Regions from separate parts of the Pan troglodytes genome. Here region 1 is linked to region 2. Evidence: chromatin contacts called from public HiChIP or PLAC-seq data. All regions are on one chromosome and are shown on one strand. Each heading gives the region's core, a stretch centred on a gene start, on an enhancer-like site or on the middle of the called end of the contact. The rest is flanking DNA. Distances are from core to core; before and after follow the strand shown. Region 1 holds the start of POLN (DNA polymerase nu). Region 2 holds the start of NAT8L (N-acetyltransferase 8 like).

Region 1 (5,312 bases), core at 2,681-5,180, 180 kb before region 2:
CTTTGAGAAGCCCTTGATTCTCCCAGCAGAGTCCATCTCTGTTTTCCATCTTTGTGCTTGTTGGGTTACAGCAAGTCCCCCTCCAAGTAGGACCCTGTCTGCAGCCTCCTGCCCACCCTCTTCTTGGCAGCCTGAATGACCTCAAAGGTCTCCTTGCTCACCTCCCTAAAGTCCTCCTCTGGGTCCCCATGGCCTCCAGATTAAACTGAAACACCGCGTTTTGTCCTTCAGCTCAGTCCGGCCCACCCCTGCCCTGGCTTCAGCCCCCACTCCCACCTGCTCCCTGCATTCATCAGCTCAGGCACAGCCTCCTCTGGGAAGTGGGCCCTGAGCCCCCTATATCCCTTCCCACCACATTTTTACTGAGATTATGGTCACCCAAATTAGGCGCTGGAATCATCTGGGCTAATCACCACAGGGCCTTCTCGCATTGCTCCTTCCTCCTTTCCTAGTCCTTGGCCAGGTCAGCCCTGTACACACCGGCCTCATGGGGATCTTTCTAGAATGTAAATGGTTATGCCACTGGCCTGCTGAGCCTCAGAGGTTCACAACTCCTCTTCCTGTCCTGAGGCCCTTTCTGACACCCCACCAGTCCCAGGCTCTGCTGCCAGCCCTTGTGGTTCCCATTCCTTCCCACTTCAAAGGCCCTCTCCACATGGCCACCTTGGTGAATGAACTCTGTCACCTCCTTTGGGCTTGTGCTGACCCAAACCTGCTCCTGAGTTTGGGGACTGAGTTCTCGCTTTGTCACATGAATGTCAACAGGATGGAAAACAAACTCTTTCCCAACCCTATAGTCTTCTACTTTCTTCTTAACAGGAAGGATTAGTAGGAATAATAGGAAGAAATGCCACTCCCTACTCAGCTGGAAACCCCAGAGTCTCTCGGACCCAGGCTAGTCATCAGGCCCCAGGCTTTGCCAGCTCCTGCAGCTCTCTCTGTCCAGCTCTCTCCTCCTCTCCTACATGCTGCAAGAGTGGTCCTGTATCTTGTCTCTTACCACCTTTTGTCATTTTTCATCTTGCAGAATTATGCTTCTAACACACATCTGAGAATTCACTCTCCTGCTTGAAAACAGCCCCCATTCTCCATTGCTTGCAGAATAGAGTCCCACAAAATTCATGGAAAACTACATCTAAAAGAAATAATCTTTAGCATCTGACTGTTACTTCTAAAGTTTAAAAACAGTCAGAAAAGATACTGTCCAAAACCTAAAATATTTTTTAATACTAATAGGAGAAAATCGCTTCCACAGGAAGGAGAAAAAGCAAACAGCAAAAACACTTGATCCTCACAGCTCTGTCTTTAGGTCTGTTTAGTCCATTGTATTCTCATGGGCTTTTTCAGGGAGGATTAATTCCTGGGTTCCATTTATCTTTTGACCTTACTAAAACTCCAAATAATTTTGACTGCTGAAAAGAAAGCTTACCCTGGAAATACATGTAACATACTTGCTTTCTTAAATTCCCAAGGCAAGCTGAAGAAAACTTTCCACATCTGTATAGTTAAACCTATTGTGTTTGTCATTTGTACTCCAGGGGCTGATACTGTTGTAATTTTTACTTAATGGTTTTATGGCTTTTATGGTCTCATAAACACCTTTCCAACAAATAACTATGGTCAGCAATTCAAAATCAGATGGAGAATTAATTTGTGGCCCAAGAAACCACCCAGGAGTCACTAGGAAATTGGGTTTCTAGAACGGCCTCCAGGGCTCTGGAGTGCACCCCTCCTGCCCTCCAGGGATCTCTTTCTATAAAGGAGCCCCTTGTCTTTCTGTCGTCTTTAATGCTGTCTCCTCAGAGTTCCTCCTTGCAGTCTATAAATATCCCCGAGTTCCTCTCATTTTCAAACAAAACAAAATTAAAAATCCTCCCCTCAGCCCTGCATTCCCACCCCCTCAGCTTGTGTTGTTTTGCATGCTCTCTCTCTGTCTTTCTCCTCTGTCTCTCTCTCTGTGTCTCTGTCTCTCTGTGTCTCTCTGTCTCTGTCTCTATCTCTCTGTGTCTCTGTCTCTGTCTCTGTGTGTCTCTGTCTCTGTCTCTGTGTCTCTCTGTCTCTGTCTCTCTGTCTCTGTCTCTCTGTCTCTGTCTCTGTCTCTCTGTCTCTGTGTCTCTCTGTCTCTGTCTCTCTGTCTCTGTCTCTCTGTATCTCTCTCTCTCTGTCACACTCCTCCCACCCAGTCTTTGCCTCATCAGCAACATTTCTGGAAGGCATTGCCTGCACAGCTCCCACTTCCTCCTGTCCAAACTGGCTCAACTCTGTCCCCTGATGCACACCCCCGACCTCCAACCCTGGGCTGCAAGGGTCCTCCCACCAGGCCTCCCCCTTCCAGCATCCCTGGTTTCCCTGCCTGCAGATTGGGCACCACTCTTTGAATTTTTTCCCATCATGTTTGTTTTTCAGATCATTTTAGGCCTTATTGACTTTTAAAAGAGGAGGAAAAAAACGTGAAACAAGTGAAGAATGAATAGGAAATATCTTTGACTCGATCAGATTACAATATTTGCCTTAGAACATTCTTATTTCTCTCCTTAAAAATATTAAGAAAAACTATCCAAACGACTTCTACCTAGTCACCCTGGACTAGGACATTGTCTAACAAGCCACCTTTAGGGTCATTTGACGCTGAAGGGAGGGAGTACTATTATATTTACCCATGACCAAAGCCCCTGCTAACCTGTGGAAGACTGAGGAGTGGCAAAGGATTTTTGTTTGGTAGAGATGCAAACGAATTCTGTCCAATAGAGAGGTCTGGTTTCACTGGGCTGTAGGGCATCAGCCAGATTCACATGAAATTTAGCAATCCCGTTTCAGTCATCTTTCACTGACTGCCATCCTCTTTGGAAATGGTGTACCATCCTCCTTGAGTTAAATATATCGATGTATTTAACTCAGGCCACTCCGTTTATTTCTAACATTTTGAAAAGGGAATTGTGGAGGAAGTCAGCTTTTTTTTTTTTTTTTTTTTTTTTTTTTTTTTGAGACGGAGTCTTGGCTCTGTCGCCCAGGCTAGAGTGCAGTGGCGTGATCTCGGCTCACTGCAACCTCCACCTCCTGGGTTCAAACGATTCTCCTGCCTCAGCCTCCCGAGTCGCTGGGATTACAGGCGCCCGCCACCGCGCCCGGCTAATTTTTGTATTTTTTAGTAGAGATGGGGTTTCACCATCTTGGCCAGGCTGGTCTCGAACTCCTGACCTCATGATCCACCCCCCTCGGCCTCCCAAAGTGCTGGGATTACAGGCATGAGCCACCGCGCCCGGCCGGAAGTCAGCTTTTACATAGTGTTCAGGTGAGGGATTAGAAATTAAGTGTTTTTGCAAAATAAAGTTCATTGTAAAAGATTCTAAGCGAACAATCCCTAACCCTTAAAATGTACCAGGCATTGGTCGGGCTGCTGTGAATGTGGGAACTCGTCTCTCTCGGGGGCGAGCGCTATCACCGCCGGGCTCCAGCCTGTCTCCCAACCACCAACCTGCGCTGCTCTTTGTACCCTTCAAAAGTGCCTTCAGAGGGTCTAGATTGAAGTACGGGGCAGGGCAGGCCTGAAGCACAACTGACGGCTCCGTTGAGAGCAGGCCCGCAGCTTCAGCTCCCCAGAGGGCGCCCCACCGCACCCCTCTGCACCCCTCTGCCCCCCATTCCTTGCCCAGGCTCCGCCCCCTGCCCAGGCCCCGCCCCTGTCCAGGCCCTGTCCCCGCCCTTCCCGGCCCAGACCCCGCCTCTCTCTGCCCTGCGCCCCGCCCAGGAGGCAGGATGCCCGCAGCGGCCGGGGGCGGAGCGCCGCCTGCTCAGCTCCACCCCATAGTCCAGCCTCGCCGACTCCGCCTCTTTTGACACTACGCCTGCGCAAACAGTCATTTCCCCCCCCCCCCCCGACCACGCCGTCGCCTTGTGCGCTTGCGCGCGTCCAGGCGCTCCCGTGAGGCAGTGCGAGGCGCGCGGGGCACGGAGGGCGGTGGCGGTGGCGGCGGGCTCCTGTGAGAAGCGAGCGGAGCTTCCTGAGGTGACTGACGCGGGCCTCGGTTCTGGGCGCAGGGGTGTGGGGCTGGAGGAGTGGCCGCGATCCCCGTCTGCACCCAGGTGCCTCTTTTTTTTCCTGCGCTCCTGGGGGCTCCTTCCAGGTGCTCCAGCAGCTGCCCGGGGATCACGGCCCGGTCCGCTGGGCGAGGAGCTGGGGCGGGGTCTGTGCGGGGCCTGTCACCCCCGTCTTCTGCAGCTCGGTGTCGACGGCGATTCGGTGGGCTTGTGCGTTTGTTTTGTCAGCGTGCTTAGGTGTCACAGCGGGGTGACCCACCGAAGGAAGGTTTTGCCGCTGGCGCGTCAGGTGTATCGCGGCCTTGGGGCCGCGGATCCCTGGGGCCTGCCGCTGCCTCTGGGGTTCGCGCGGCCCTGGCGTCGGGGCTGCCTCAGCGCTGGCTGAAGGCCGGCCCGAAGCACCCTTAATTGTGGCCGCGCGCTTCCCTGCTGCTCCTGCTGTTCTCCGCGTCGCGGTGGCGGACTCTGGAGGTGGAGCCTTGCCCGACGAGTCGTTGAGGTAAATATTTAGTTGATCTTCAGAAGATGTGCCATGCTTATTTGCGTTTCCTTACGTACGGAGGGCAGGGAAGAGAGGCTGCCTAGCCTCCTGGTGGCTTGGGTTTGTTTGGATCCATTTATTTTGAATTAAAAACAAATGTTGCTCTATAAAGTGTAATGCATTTTAAACCATTTTATCTTTGGAAAAAAAGATAAAATGGATCCAAATAGATCCACTTTCTTGTTAATTAATTTTCGTTACTGTTGCGGTTTTCTGAGAACTAGCCTAATTGTTTCTGTTTCTCTTTATCATCATCAAACATTGCAGCTACGGCTGCCTGTCAGTCATCCCGCTCTCGGATATCACGTGATATTTGTCTGTGTCTTCTTTTTAAAAACACTGTCGTCATATTTGTGGTCTAATACTTGTTTTCTTCCCCCCTAGGAGGAATCATTATATATTCTAAAAATATATTTTCCCTTCTCTGTGGACTTGGTATAAAACGTAGCTTTTTTTCTGCTTGGATTTATTTTCTAAAAATCAACACCGTAAACCCATATCACGTACAACAAAATTGGGGTAGTTAAACCATGAGTTGTGGAAATGAGTTTGTGGAAACATTAAAAAAAATTGGTTATCCCAAAGCTGATAATCTTAATGGAGAAGACTTTGACTGGTTGTTTGAGGGCGTTGAAGATGAATCGTTTCTGAAGTGGTTTTGTGGGAATGTGAATGAACAGAACGTGTTGTCTGAAAGAGAATTGGAAGCTTTTAGCATTCTTCAGAAATCAGG
Region 2 (5,393 bases), core at 2,445-4,944:
CCTCTCCTGGCAGTGGGCCAAGTGGCCAGGCCATCACCCCATCCACAGCACGGCCCAATTCTCACCTCAAGTCAGGCACGAAGCCAGGAGGTGGCGGTCGTGGGGGAGGGGAACCGGCAGGGGAGGAGGAGAGGTGCAGGGGCAGGTGGGGGCGGTTGTAGGAGGGAACCTGCAGGCACTGGCCACAGGGGAAGCCCAGCCACCTCCAGCAGCCAAAGGCAGAGGTGGCACCCAGAGACCTCTCTGAAGACCAAGGGTTTGGCCAGTGGAGGGCCACACAGCCTGCCTGTGGCCCATCCAGCCTCCTACTCAAGGAGGCTCTGCACCTGCCCCGAGCCCCGGGAAGCCCTCCCATCCCTCCCCATTGCCCCTCTGCACAGCCACCAGCCTGCTGGCTCCATGAGGGGGACCTCTGTCTCCTTCACTGCTGGACACTGAGGCCTGGCAGGCGGCTAAAGGGGTACTGAAGGCCCTTCAAGGAGAAGCAGCGTGGGGGGGAGCCACCGGGCACCGCTGCCATCGCCACAGACACGAGCAGCTGGGCCCTCCAAGCTCTGTGCAGCTCCAGGGTTCCCAGGAGGGCTGCCCCTCCTCGGCCCCCTGTCCTGGAGCCCCTGGGGTCTCCCACACCCAACCCCCCATCTCCCTACCCACACAGCATCTCTACCTCCAAGGAGGGGATCCTGGACCAGTATCCCTCCCACCAGCTGGCCTGCCCACCACCCAGGGGTTCTGCCTCTACCTACCCAGGCAAGATGAGAGATCAGGGCCATCCCAGGAGTAGCAACCCCCAGCACCATGTGGCCCTGGGCATACCTCACTCCTCCCAAGACTCGGTTTCCCCATGTGCACAAGCAGCTCCCAGAATCCACCATGGGCCATCAGCAGCTATCCAGCCTCTGCCCTCGTGGGGTGTTCCTGCAGCCCTGCCAGCTACCCCTCCACTCCCTCACACCAGGGAGGCCACGGCCCAGAAGGAGCAGGGCCATGCCCCGTGTGCCCACCGGAGCCCCCTTTGTTGCTGTGGCCTGTGCTTCCTCATGGCCCGTTTCCCCTCCCAAGCAGAGGCTGGCCAGGGCTCAGGGGCTGCTCAGATGCTCTGTTTGGGTTTAGGAAAGGGTCAGGGAGAGCAGCAGGCACCAAGGCCGTGGCGCGGGGGTGGAGCATGGCAGCCAGCGGTGCCAGACACTGCCCCTCCCCTGACACTGACAGGGCTCCTGACAGACCCTGCCCAACCCTTTGGGCCACACTCTGTCCCTCTCATTGGCCTACAGACGCTCCAGGATCGCAGAGAGCCTCCTACCCCAGAGAGCAGAGTCTTCACCCCTGCGGCATCCGGCATGGGGGAACCGGTGTGGCTCAGCGGCTGGGGGGCCAGCCCGAGGGTGGAGAACAACCCCCACCCCCCCTAGAGCCCAGACTCAGCTCTTCCAGCTATAGAAGGCCACAGGGGCTGGGACAAAACCCTTCAGCTAAGCGGCCCAGCGATCAGGCCAGAAGTGAAGGCCAAGGCTCAAGGTCAGGTCCCCTGCCCCCACCCCATCCTCTGTGCCCCAATAGGGTCCCCGGCCCCTGCCGCACAAGCCCTCTCCCCCCAGGACCCTGGCACTGCAGGCAACCCCATCCCCGCAAGGCACACCAGATGGGACCCACAGAGCCCAGCGGCCCTTGCCCCACCGCAGCAGGCGCCAGGGAGACGCATCCACAGCAGGAAACGGTGGAGCCACTGCGTCGCAGGGCCGGCTCAGGTCACTCAGCGGGAGGAGCCGGCTGTGCCTCCCCCAGCCCCGCTGACACCGGAGGCCTCGGTCACCCAGAAGGCTCAGGTCACAGGGGCCCCGGCTCAGGCCCACCCACGCCGGCCCTCGCCCAGGCCTGCCCTGAGGTTGCTGGAGTGCGTGCCCCCGAGGGCTGTCTGGGGCGGAGGTCGGGGAGCGGCAGGAGCGGGACTCACCGGGCGGCTTCATGTAGTACTGCTCGATGTCCGCCATGTCCGTGTGCAGCGCGCACTCCAGGTAGGCGCGGATCACCTTGCGGCTGTAGTAGTAGCGCAGGCCCAGCAGCGCGGCCGGCACCAGGCACGTCAGCAGCAGCGAGCGGCTCACGGCGAAGCACAGCGCTGAGGGCAGAGGGCGCGGGTCAGCGGCGCGGCGGGGGTCCCCAGGCCCCAGAGACGCCACCCCGGCGAAGCCCGCTAGGGACGCCGCGCCCGGCCGCGCTCCTGGTGGAGGAGCCGGGGTCATCTCGGGTGCTTTCTACTTCTCCCTATTTCCAAGCTTCCTGCGGTAAAGACAGCCACCCCACCCACCCGCACCGCCTGGAATGAGCCTCGGCGGGTCTCTGAGCTTCCAAACACGGCAGGACACCCTCGGGATGGCCGGGCCGGGAAGGGCTCTGCCCACGCTGGCCTGCTGAAGCCAAGGTGGGCAGATCCTGCCAGGGAGCTGCCCCGCAGACCAGGCCCCGCGCGGGGGAGGGGGAAGGGGGGAGGGGGAAGGGGGGTGTCCCACGTTCCAGCACCGGGCCCCAGGACCCCCTCTTCCCAGGGCCCCAGCAAGAGCCCTTCCTGGCCAGCGTCCGGGAGCTCTGAGGGCAGGGACAGGGCAGGGAGGCCCCACACTGCTTCCAGCCGCATTTCGGCTGCCGTGACCTTGGGGGAGTCGCGTCCTCCCTACGCGGCCTCAAGCGCCTCATCTGTAAAATGGGAGCGAACCCCCTCACCCCGGCAGGAAGCTCCGAGGGGAAGGGCACCCAAAGACCCTGCAGGGGCCGCCCTCTGCGACCGCCCCGGCTGTGCCAGGCGCGCGCACCCCCCGCGGCGCCGGCTGTCTTTCCCTCATAAATTAGCACCGAGCGGGAGGCGGCCTCCCCCGCCCGCAGATTATATTTAGGCACTCGCCGGGGCCCAGCCGCGGCGGGCGCTACCTGCCCTGGCACCCGCCCCCACCCAGGATGCCCGGGAGGGGACAGGGGAGGCGGTGGGGGTGGGGGGCTGCGCGGCGGGGACGCAGGTGCGGACCCCGGACCCTCCCCGGCTCCGACCCGCTCGGGGCCCTGCGCCCATCCCCACGCCCATGGCCAGCCCTGCGCGGGGCCCGGCGCGGCAGAAAGCGGGGGGCTTCCCAGGCTGGTCCCCGGGAGCCGGGCGCGGGGTCCGCGTGGACGCCGGGGCGGGGGAGCTCCGCGCCGGCCCGAGGGACTGCGGCAGCCGGGGGCCCGGCGCACTGACCCGCCAGCAGGGCGTAGAGCAGCTGCGCGCGCGGGTGCTGCCGCAGGCCGCGGAAGGCCGTGTTAGGGATGCGCTCCATGATGCCGTCGTAGAAGATGCGGCGCGCCGCCTCCTGCTCGGCCGCACGGAACTCGCGGATGCACACGCCGCGCCCCCCCGGCGGCCCCGCGCCCCCCGCCCCGCCGTGAGGCTGAGCCACCGGGGCAGGTGGGGGCGCGGGGGGCGCGGCGGCCGGCCCGGGCGCGGCGGGCAGCGGGGGCCACATGGCGCCGGCGGCGGCGAGCAGCGCGTCCTTCTTGGCCCCCGGCAGCGCCTCATGGTCCTCGGCGGCCACGATCTTCGTCTCACAGACCATGTCGGGAGGCCCACAATGCATGCACCCGGCCGGGCGGCACGGCAGCGGGGACGCGGCCGGGCGGCGGCGGGCACGGCCGGGCCCAGGGCAAGGGCGCGGCGCCCTCGGACCCGCGGCGGCGGCGGCGGCGGCGGCGGCGGCGGCGGCGGCAGCGGCGGCGGCGGCGGCGGCGGCAGCGGCGGCGGCGGCGGCGGCGGCAGCTCAGGGGCGCGGGGCGGAGGCGGCGGGCGGCCGGGGCGCGCGCAGGGAGCTGCGCCGCATTTTGGAGAAGTATTTATAATGCGGCGGCGCCGGTGCAGTCGCGGCGCCCGCGGCCCGCAGGGTCCTAGCGTCCACTGCATTGGCTGCCGGGGGTCACCATGTGATCGCGGGGGTGGGGGAGACGCCGCCCCCGCCCCGCCGGGTGGCTCGCTGGGCGCGACGGGGCGGCCGGGCAGCGCGAGGGGCCCGGCACGGGCGGGGGCGGCGGCGCGGGCGGGGGCTCCTGGCCCCGGGGGCGCCCGGCGGGGCTCGGGACCCGGCCGCGGAGCGCGTGATGGGCGCCGCCCGCCCCGCCCCCCGCTCCCACGCCGCGCGCCTGGGAGCGTCCCGACCCCGGGCCCGGCCGCCGGCGATCGCGGCGCCGCGTCCTCCTCCTCCTCCTCCTCCGCGGCCGCCCGGAGCAGTCACGGCAGCGTCTCCCGCTCCGTCTCCTGCCTTTGTTTGAAAGCAGCGCCCGCGGTGGACCTGAGGAGGGGGCGCCGCGGCTGCCCCGGCCCGGAGCCCCCGGGAAGCCTCGTCCGGAGCCGCACGGGCAGCCGGAGTGGGGACGCGGAAGGGCGGGGTCTGCGGCCTGGCGCGGCGCCCCCCTGTCCGAGCCCCGCAGTGGGCACGGGGATGCGGGGCCCGCAGGACCCCTCCCGGCCCGGCCCCCGCCCCCGCCCCCCCGCGGCCGCGCATGCGCCCCGTGGCCTCGGTGCAGGTGCAGCGGGGGCTCCGCGCCGTGTAGGACCTGCAGACGCCGCAGGCTGGGGCGGAGAAGCTCAGGTGCGGGGAGGCGGTCGCAGACCCCATCCTCGGCGCTTCTCGAACCTAGCCCCCTTCAGTTCTGCTCGACCTCCCAGCACCACCCCGAGGGCTGCCGGAGCAGAGCTTCCCCGACATACGCGGGCGGGACGGGGCCAGGGGTCCAGGCCTGGGGACCCGCAGTCTGCGTTGTGCGGTGGAGTTGGGGCCAGCCGGGCAGCTGAGGTCACCTAAAGGCCAGGAGGGGCTGGGCCTGCCCGTGGACGTGGGAGTGAGGCCGCAGCGCCCTGGTGGGGTGGGGAGGGGCGGCTGAACTGGTCCACAGCCCCGTCCGCCAGAGAACGGGCCCTGGAGAGGGGCAGGGGACGGGGTGGGGGCGTGAGGGGGAGGGGAAGCCAAGCTGGGAAGGCGCCCCCTCAGTGTCTGGGGCCCGCTGTCAGCTTTTCAATCTAAAGGAGAAAACAGGCAAAACGAATAGAAATAGAGTTTGTTGGGGACAAGTTTGAGGACTGCAGCGTGGAAGGACAGACTCAGGTTGGTCTGAATGCACGCGCTCTCATTCGCAGCAGTTGCAAGTGCGTTTTTAAAGGAAAAATGAAGACGCAGCTCCTAAATTCACCAAGAATTTGCATTAAAATGGCATAAGCTATTGATTGGTGTACATTATTTGTCACAAATTCCAGGAACATGAAGATGACGCTGAGGCGGCCAGGCGGACACTATAGGAAAGAAAAGAAAGAACAAAATGCCTTCCAGCAGTTGCCCCGGGCGTGGGTGGGGAGGCGGGACTGAGGCCCTGTACTC

The links. HiChIP or PLAC-seq counts read pairs in DNA pulled down with a chosen protein or histone mark.
Region 1: an H3K4me3 HiChIP or PLAC-seq map of stem cell-derived excitatory neurons shows a contact between it and region 2, with 2.8 times the contacts expected there. The contact joins the promoter of POLN here to the promoter of NAT8L in region 2. A contact is called at or near these places in 1 of 7 Hi-C or Micro-C datasets (stem cell-derived neural progenitor cells) and 1 of 1 datasets of contacts at active chromatin or transcription factors (stem cell-derived excitatory neurons).

Annotation. Positions count from the first base shown.
Region 1 is chr3:2,627,228-2,632,539 of NHGRI_mPanTro3-v2.0_pri, reverse strand. POLN (DNA polymerase nu) reads left to right here and starts at 3,930. Exons shown (of 26, transcript XM_063808588.1): 1 at 3,930-4,006; 2 at 4,267-4,537. HAUS3 (HAUS augmin like complex subunit 3) reads left to right here and starts at 3,923. Exons shown (of 5, transcript XM_009447241.5): 1 at 3,923-4,006; 2 at 4,964-5,312. The coding sequence starts at 5,110.
Region 2 is chr3:2,443,424-2,448,816 of NHGRI_mPanTro3-v2.0_pri, reverse strand. It overlaps NAT8L (N-acetyltransferase 8 like), which reads right to left and starts at 3,694. Exons shown (of 3, transcript XM_016951166.4): 1 at 3,230-3,694; 2 at 1,955-2,119. The coding sequence starts at 3,605.